Linked DNA regions of Mus musculus: region 2 is linked to region 1. Evidence: chromatin contacts called from public Hi-C data. All regions are on one chromosome and are shown on one strand. The core of a region is the stretch at or near the end of the contact, and the rest is flanking DNA. Distances in the headings are between cores, read along the strand shown. Region 1 has its middle 32 kb from the start of Gm32360. Region 2 has its middle 24 kb from the start of Rnd3.

Region 1 (4,308 bases), core at 1,452-3,951:
CCAACACAGTTTAGAATAGGAGTATAGAGTCCCTACATGCTTCCCTTATTGTTATTCTTTTGTTTTGTTTTGTTTTGTTTTGTTTTGTTTTGTTTTGTTTTGTTTTGTTTTGTTGAGACAGGGTTTCTCTGTGTAGCCCTGGCTGTCCTAGAACTCACTTTGTAGACCAGGCTGGCCTCGAACTCAGAAATCCACCTGCCTCTGCCTCCCCAGTGCTGGGATTAAAGACATACACCACCACTAGATTTATTTTATTTCATAGATATGAATGTTTTGTCTGCCTGCATGTATTCACATCATGTGCATGCCTGGTACCCAAAGAGGTAAAAAGAGAGGCATTGGTTCCCCTGGAACTAGTATTATGGATGATTGTGAGCTACACCGTCTTACCTACTCCATGCTTATCTAGAAGACAAACAAACTATCTTCAAAAAAAAGTTATATATCAAAATTTGTAAACCTGGGTGGTAGTGGTTCACGCCTTTAATCCCAGCATGAAGAAGGCAGAGGCAAGCAAATCTATGAGTTCTAGACAAGCCTGCTCTACAGAGTCCAAGAACAGCCAGAGCTACACAGAGAAAGCACTCAAATTTCCATGTTTGGTCGAATAAGCACACCAGTTTATATCGTAATCAAACACAACTCAGCAATGTATTAGATAAACATGGATAAAGGTTAAAATCATGAGGAATAAAGTAGATGAAAGCATGCAATCCATGAGAAGCCATAGGAAGGGGACAGGTGACAACCAAGCAATGAGGATAGACAGTAAGGAAGGGGTTGTTCTGATACATTAGAGAGAACAAAGGAAAACAGAAGATAGGAAGACCGCCAGGAGCAAAGAGAAGTGTTCAGGGTGAAGGCTGTGCCTTTATCTTGATCTCGGGGATGCACTTATGATTTAAAAGTGCTTGGTACATGCTTAATTGGGCCAGAAAGATGGCTCAACAGATACCGTACTTGCGTGCATGGCATCACTTGAGGGCCTGAATTTGATCTTTGGAACCACATGGCAGAAGGTGAGGAGTGAGTCTTGAAAGTTGTACTCTGATTCTTATATATCAGCTATGGCACTTGCCCCCATATACTCGCGCACGCACACACACACATGAAATAAATATTGAAAAATTAAATATATTTAGTTTAGTACATGTAAGTTATAACTCAATGAAGGGTTAATGGTACTAACACATGAAAATTTCCTATCATTTATGTAAGGAAAATATAAATATCACCGATCAGATTAAATGGCTAACAATATGAACAGGGGATTTAAAAAGCAGGAAAATAGCCGGGCGTGGTGGCGCACGCCTTTAATCCCAGCACTCGGGAGGCAGAGGCAGGCGGATTTCTGAGTTCGAGGCCAGTCTGGTCTACAGAGTGAGTTCCAGGACAGCCAGGGCTACACAGAGAAACCCTGTCTCGAATAACCAAAAAAACAAACCAAAACCAAAAAAAAAAAAGCAGGAAAATACAAACTGATGATATTCATTTTTAAAGGGCAATGTTTCCTATAAGGACAGTTGAAATAAACCACAGCCTTTTAAACTGAAATATCAACATCAAATAACAACAGTATCATGTGTTGGAAAGAATGTTTAAGGAAACACCACCTCAGATTGTCTTATAGGGATGAAATCTGATAGTAGCTTTTAAAGCTGAAGTTGGGCAATTGCCACAAGAATGGCAGAAGTAATCAAAGCCTTTGTCTCCGGTATCTCCACTCCTTGGAGTTTATCCAAACAAAACAAGCGGAAAAACGGAAGCAGATAAATGTGATGAAGGTTCAAAATCCATGCCCTAAGTAAAACTTGAACATGTAAAACTTGGGCTGCTAAAAGAATTAGCCTGGTCCACACAGAGCAAGTCCCAGAACAGCCAGGGCTACTCAGAAAACCCCCATCTCAAAATTTAAAAATGTAATGACATTTTATTTCAGTAAAGATAATATTTGTAAACACTATTTAATGTCTTAAAAATATTTTGCACACAATGGTAAGAACCCAGACAAAATGTCTAAGTTCAGTATTGGTTTGCAACCACAGGGAAATGCACAGAGATTCTTTCATGATGAGAAGTAAATTATGATTTTTAAAGATATCATTAGCCAATTGTAAAGTGACATATCTTTTCTATGACATATCTTTTCCATTCTTTCTTATATTCTTCTATGTCTTTCTGCCCTGAAGTGTTTTTCTTCTCACGAAATATGTAACTTTGTAAAGATGTAACCTCTGAGAAACAACAAATAGATTTTTTTTCTTCTGTCCTTTGAAGATGGAGGAAAAGTTCTGGGCCAGTGAAAGAGGGAGCTCTGGGTATTTCCTTTTCCCACCAGACTGAAACAATCTCAGTAGAATGTTAACAAGCACGGCTGTCTGTGTGTAACATTACCTCTTCCACCACCTCGGCCTCACCCCACCCTCTTTTTATGTTGCTTAGTCATGCATCGTTTCAGAGGCCATGAAATCTGGCTCAGGGGTTTGCTGCCAGAGAGTTGGAGTGAAGTCTCTTGCTTCCAGAGGAATTAGTTTAAACCAGCCATGAAGAAAATGAAGACAGGCATACAGGCAGAAAAAAAAAAAAAAAAGTCAAGGTCCAAACTCCAAATTTCATGTTGACCAGGAAATGAAGGGAGGGACTTGAAGAGCGGATGTCACTGTGGATAGATAGCACTGGTGTGGAAGACCTTTGGTCAGAGGTAGAGGTGTGCTCACCCACAGCTGAGGGACTTCTCCCTGCACCCAAAGGGATTCCGGCTACATCTGGTTTGGGTCCACCAGGAATCATGAGGCTGACTCTGTAACAAGTAAACTATAATTCCCCGAGGAATAATTCCAGGCATTTTGACAATTCTGAATTATGTCGCTGTTAAAGCTTGGCGACCTTTACCATACATCTTATTTTATGGGTAAATTTGTCAGCTTTTTCTGTAATTACAATTCCACTCTCTAGCATTCAGTTCTTTTATTTTTCTTACAGAGAAACAACACCTTCTTCTCCACCCCTCTTTTATGCGACCCTGATTTCTGTTGGAGAGATTACTGTAGTTTTGAAAATGAAGGCTTAAATGTTCGAATCTAGCCCCTCCTCCAACTCCAGTTTGAGGCCTTAAGGGTATCTTCTTAGAGAAAATCTGTCCTGTGCATTTGCTGGTAGGAAACAGTCAGCTAGATCCTTGCTTTGCAGGACTAAGCCATCAATTCGTAGGACTTAGGTGCAAGCTACTGCTGGCTCCTTCCTCATGCAGTCCCTCAGGGCTCCTGCCACAGGCTCAGCTCTGATAGTAACCCATCCCACATTCCCACCGGTTCAGGTTTCAAAGACTCCATGAGGTAATTATATCTTGATTAAGACATCTCTATCATTTAGCTTGAGATCATGAAGACACGCTGGAGCCAGGCACAGTGGTACCTATCTGTTGCACCCATGACAATGGAAGGAGACCAGAAGTTCAAGGCCAGCTTGGGGCTACAGAGCATAAATCTAGCTCAAAAACAAACAAGCAAACAATGCAAAATCCCCACAAGGACTAACAATATTTCCTGTCACAAAATATGTGGCTTCTATTGTTATGTTTAAATGTCAAAGCAACTGTGTGAAAATGGTCATTTTAATGGTGGCTTAGAGTAGAACCTGTTAGGTATGGTGTATTTCTGCAAAATGTGTCATGGTTGTGCATCTCTGAAGGCACAGGCAGTACAATACACAAAAACAAATTAACATCAGGGCATACTTTTAAAAAAAAAAAAAAACTTTCTGTCTAGAGTGTGAACCTTGCCAGAAAGAAAGCAAATGTCGCTGTGCGAAGATACAAGAATTGGAAGGCTTTAGACTTCTTCACATCAGCCAGGAGAAACTGTATGACACAGGACTACCTGATAGGCATTTATTTAAATCTGTAACTCTGGAGTCAGCTAGACTTTCATTCCATTATTAAGGACTGAAGTTTTAAAGATAGTTTTAGACCTAAGTGATTTAAAAAACAACAAACAAACAAACACTACCAAATGCTTCCCTAGGAAGCTCTCTGAGAGTTCTTCCATGAAATGATGGGAGAAGACTTGGGTCTTCAGTAGGAGAATGAAGCAAGGAGGAGTCCCCACAGAGCCACCATGTAGCAGGAGACCTCCAGCATACAGGATAGCAGCTCAGGCAAGAGAGCTCCCATAGAAGAAGCTCGCAGAACACCCAATACCTGTGAAAAAACACTAAGAGAAGAATCATACGAGACTTAGTTACTGAACAGCACTCAGGAAACTGAGAAAGGCAAACAATATTATTTATTAATCATAAAATTGTATTAGT
Region 2 (4,510 bases), core at 18-2,517, 67 kb after region 1:
ATTTCCCATTCCCTGATAATCTCCATTTTGTCTCATGGAAAGTATGAGCTTGCACTAGAAGCACAAACACATTTCTTTCAACAGGGTTAGATGACAATTGTCTCCTGTTATCTTCAGGTGCACTCTCTGAGATATAAAATACCTATAGTCAACCACAATCTAAGAATATTAAATGGTCACTTTTAGAAGATAAACACTTTGTAAGCTTTTCATGGTATTCTGAGCTGCTTATGACATCTCAAGCTGCCCAGCTCCATCCCAACTGACAAGTGAATTTTTGTTGTGTTCAGCTTGCCTGAGTTGTATACGGCACCATCCCTAATGCCTTATGCCCATGTTGTTTTGCAGATGGACTGTGAAGGTCATTTGTGCTTGTTTCCAAGTAATATACTATTTTATTGAGCAACAGTCCCAAAGCACAAAAGTGCTGATACTGGCAATTTTATTACAGTATATCATAATAGTTCTGTTATCAGTTATTATTATTAATCTCTTAATGTGCTTAAAGTATAGATTTTATTTTGGCATATATGATAAGTCAAGTCTAAAGAGAGAGTTTGGTGCATGCTTTGGTTTCTGATATCCACTTAAGATCATCTCCTACAGATACATGTCCACAGTCCTACAGAGAAAAAATATGTATTAGCCAAGTGGACTCCTTTTCTCATCTTAATTGTCCTGTAATGTGTTCAAGAATCTTCCAGTTTTAGGGCATGAGCAGAGAACATCAACAATAGAGATGTTAGAGAGGATTCTGTTTACATGGTGCCAGCATTACCTGCCATCTACCTTGTGATCTTAGCTCTATCCTCCTCCTCACTCATCAGTTTGTCATCCACAGGACAAAGACAGGCTTTAACTTTCCAGCACAGAACACTGTCTGAAACACAGGAACTACTCAGAAAGTACTTCCTGGCCACAAAAATGACTGGCTATAGAGCAGCAAAAGGCATCATTCAAACAAATGTTTTCATTGCCTTTATTTTCCACTCTCAGAAAATTTCCACTGCTTTGCCAGTGGGCCCACATCTAGATGTAAGGGATCTCAACATTTTTATTCCCAGCACATTGTGACAGGACTTTTATTGCCAAGGAAGAGGATAGCCATTCACAATTCTGAGGTCTGAGATATGTCAATGTCTCTCAGAACAAATCCTGGAAAATTTTGAAGATCTTCTTCACCCAGAACATGAATTATTTCCCCTCCAATGCCTTGTGCTTCTCAGGAGCAGAACCAGAAGGATGACTAACTCCAGAGGTATTGGGAGGACACCAGTGCCTATGCAGTGAGGTCATGTTTGTTAGGCAGGGTACATAAAAGATCAGAACATGGAACTCTTGTAAAATGGATGAATTGGATAAAAGAATTCCTAAGCCAGAAACTACATTCATGGATGAATATCTGGACCTGACAGCGGAATACTTAAACTTGTGCACTTTAATAGAATTCAGTTTCTTGATGGAACTAATTAAAAGTAATAAAGGTTAAAACATCTCCGAGGCACTGACTTTTGATGGCCTCTTTGGTTATAAAATTTTTACTCTACTAAAAAAACTGAGTAAGCCACAATATGTTTTTCCCCCCTTGACTGACTCTTTCCTGGTTCATATCACTTTCAATTTTATGATGTTGAACACCTACCTCCCCCCGTTTTCTATGCCCAGGCCAAGTGTCACCCAAGTGTCATGCTGATCAACTTTTTAGCTCTTAAACATCATACAAGAATGATCATCGCTATGACACAATAAGCATGAATGGACATTTCTGAACATTTTCTTCACCTCAGATGCTCTAAGCCTCTCAGGAGCAGGGCCAGAAGAATCACCAACTGCAGAAGAATTTGGAGGGCACCAGGGGCTATGTACTGAAGGCCGTATGTGTTAAAGTGGCACATGAGAGATCAGTGAACCAGACCCTAGGGGATTTGTGACACTTAGTGGTAATCAGATCCAGAATTCTGAGGAATGGATTGGCACACTCTTTTTGTTTGTTTGTTTGTTTGTTTTGGTTTTTTGAGACAGGGTTTCTCTATGTAGCCCTGGCTGTCCTGGAACTTACTGTGTAGACCAGGCTGGCCTTGAACTCAGAAATCTGCCTGCCTCTGCCTCCCGAGTACTGGGATTAAAGGCGTGAGCCACCACTCCCGGCTGGCACACTGTTTTTATGAGTAGCCTGGCTCTTGAAAGGCAATTTCATGCTCAAAGCCCACCACCACCTTTTACACCAAGGAAGTCAGAACTAAGGGGTAAAATACGAAAAGGGTGTCTTTATCATAACTGTATTGACTCCCATGGGCTGCCTGAGTAGCTTCAAACAATGCAAATTCATGATTTTATCTTAAGAAAAGAACACAAAACAAAACACAGAAGCTCATGGTTCTCCAGCAAGCTCAGAGGAGAATATCTGTCCATGACATTTCCACCTTCTAGGAGGTAACTGTGTCTTTTCAAATTCCATCTTTTTATGACCTCCCTTTTCTAGGATCAAAGCCCCCAGTGTGACATTTTTCACATCTCTCTCTCCTTTCTTCTGAGGCTCTGGTATCATGTGGCCACCGGCTGACGCTAACTCCTCCTGCACAACTTTTATAATGAGCTGTGGCTCCATGGGACTCACCAGGCTACCCAGGATCTCAAGCTTGTTAACCGGGTCCAGAGCCAGGGCCCTTTGCCATAGAAAACCACATTCATATCTAACTTCCATCGGTCGGTAGGCATGATTTGGAAGCCTATTTTAGCCAACTACAATACTTTGTGTTTGCTTACTTTTATTTATTTATTTGTACGAACAGTTCTTGTCATACTTTTGTATGAACAGTTGTGTTTATAAATATTACTTGCTGAGAAAGAAAAAGTAGAAAGAGAATTTATGTGGCTGGGTATTTGAAAAATGGTCAGAATTGTGTGTCTACAGCTTGAGTTTTTAACAAATCATCACCTGACTCTGGTGGACATAAAAGATAAAGGAATCTTCCCCCACTGGTGGTTTGTCAGACCTTCTGTCTCTACACCATTCATGTAGATGCCTGAAAATTTTGAGAAGGGTTTAAAAATGATAATAACAAAATTACACATTAGAATAGTATTATACAAATCCTATTATAGAACGAAGAAAAATGGGAATGTGTTCACATACTGCTGAGTTCCTTTGTGATAGATGCGATAACAGAACATCTAAGACTGGGTGATTTACAACAAACAGAAATTTATTTTTCTTGGTTCTTGGGTCTTAGAAATCTAGAATCAAGGCACCAACATGTGGTAAGACCTTTCTTACTGCAAACAAGGGAGAAGCTGGAAGGACTACAGACAAATTTTGTGTTTTCTCATATCAGGAAAGCAGAAGAGAATTCACTCCTGGAAGACATTTTTGTACTATTAATGCGTCCATTCAGACCACTACAGTTGCCAAGTGCTAATGTATGGGGCTGATGTGGGGTAGGTAGCCACATGGGCACAAGCCTTTCCCATGCTTCCTTCTCCAGGGGGGATTTCCAGGTCTAATATGCTTCTCTGGAAACCAGAGGAGTACCTCAGATCCAGAGTGCTAAAGAGAACTAGATCAGGAGCTGACAATCCTGAAAGCATCCTTCCCTTAATCCTTCATTCATTAACTCATTGCCTTACGGCCTACTTACTGTAGCAGGTTTCAGCATATACTGATGAATCAACCACAGTCACCTGCTAAGTGCTGAACATCTCAATTGGCCCTAGAGCAAGTGCTGTCTAGGAAGGAAAGGAGAGGACTCATCTGTCTGCAAACTGAGAAAATTGCTATCATAAGCTGACCAAAATAGTCCAGTTCAGTTTTTGATTTCAGGTAACTTTAAAACATAATAAAAGCCATAAGGCTGATTGCTTGTCTCACAGGACTATGTGTGAAGAAAGATAAATTAATAATGGTTATACATTAACTCTTGGACAGCAAATGAATAGAGATTAGGACTGAGTGAGAGGCAAGAACAATGAAAGAAATGTAGCCAGGAAACACATGAGTGTCTTAAGAGGAGAAAACCCTTACCACACAATCTTGATGATAGCCTAGCAAGTAGCACCTCGATCTATTGATGGCAATTACTTAAACTGCCCTGATCACTGTCAGTTCAGGGGAAGCCATTATATTGTTTAAACTCACTGCAGTTTGTTTGTTTGTTTGTTTCCCTATTCTCTGAGAATGTGTCAGGCTCCATGTAGGGAGTAGCTCACTCACAGCTACTCTTCAACATTTAAAATAACAATTTATTAAGAACATGCCTTCAGGAAAATAAAAGTGAACAAGGAAGCTTCCTCCTTTAACCGGGGTCCTCAAAATCAGGTACATGCAATAAGCATAATGTGCCTAGTGGATCTAATTGCTCCTAACACTCTTCATCTTACCCACAGACAATCAGACACAGAGCAGAAGAATCCTAGCAGTTAATGTCAAGTATTTTTCTGTTCCTTTAAAAACAAAAATTCAATGCTGCTATCCACAGCACACAGTTTGGGTCAGACTCCAGAACTATTGTGA

What was found. A called contact is a pair of places that touch in the nucleus more often than the background predicts.
Region 2: a Hi-C map of embryonic fibroblasts shows a contact between it and region 1, with 3 times the contacts expected there. The contact joins two enhancer-like sites. A contact is called at or near these places in 1 of 15 datasets of contacts at CTCF or cohesin (the NIH/3T3 cell line), 10 of 484 Hi-C or Micro-C datasets (brown adipocytes, embryonic fibroblasts, embryonic stem cells and 3 more) and 4 of 115 datasets of contacts at active chromatin or transcription factors (cardiomyocytes, embryonic stem cells and neural tube).

What each region holds. Positions count from the first base shown.
Region 1 is chr2:51,053,835-51,058,142 of GRCm38.p6, forward strand. No RefSeq gene overlaps it. Among named protein-coding and RNA genes, the nearest start is that of Gm32360, 32 kb to the right of the region's middle. Within about 2 kb of position 2,702, at least 70 of the 459 cell types and tissues checked have an H3K27ac peak or open chromatin away from gene starts, as enhancers often do. A contact at or near this core is called in embryonic fibroblasts, where this site is marked.
Region 2 is chr2:51,122,399-51,126,908 of GRCm38.p6, forward strand. No RefSeq gene overlaps it. Among named protein-coding and RNA genes, the nearest start is that of Rnd3, 24 kb to the right of the region's middle. Within about 2 kb of position 1,268, at least 8 of the 459 cell types and tissues checked have an H3K27ac peak or open chromatin away from gene starts, as enhancers often do. A contact at or near this core is called in embryonic fibroblasts, where this site is marked.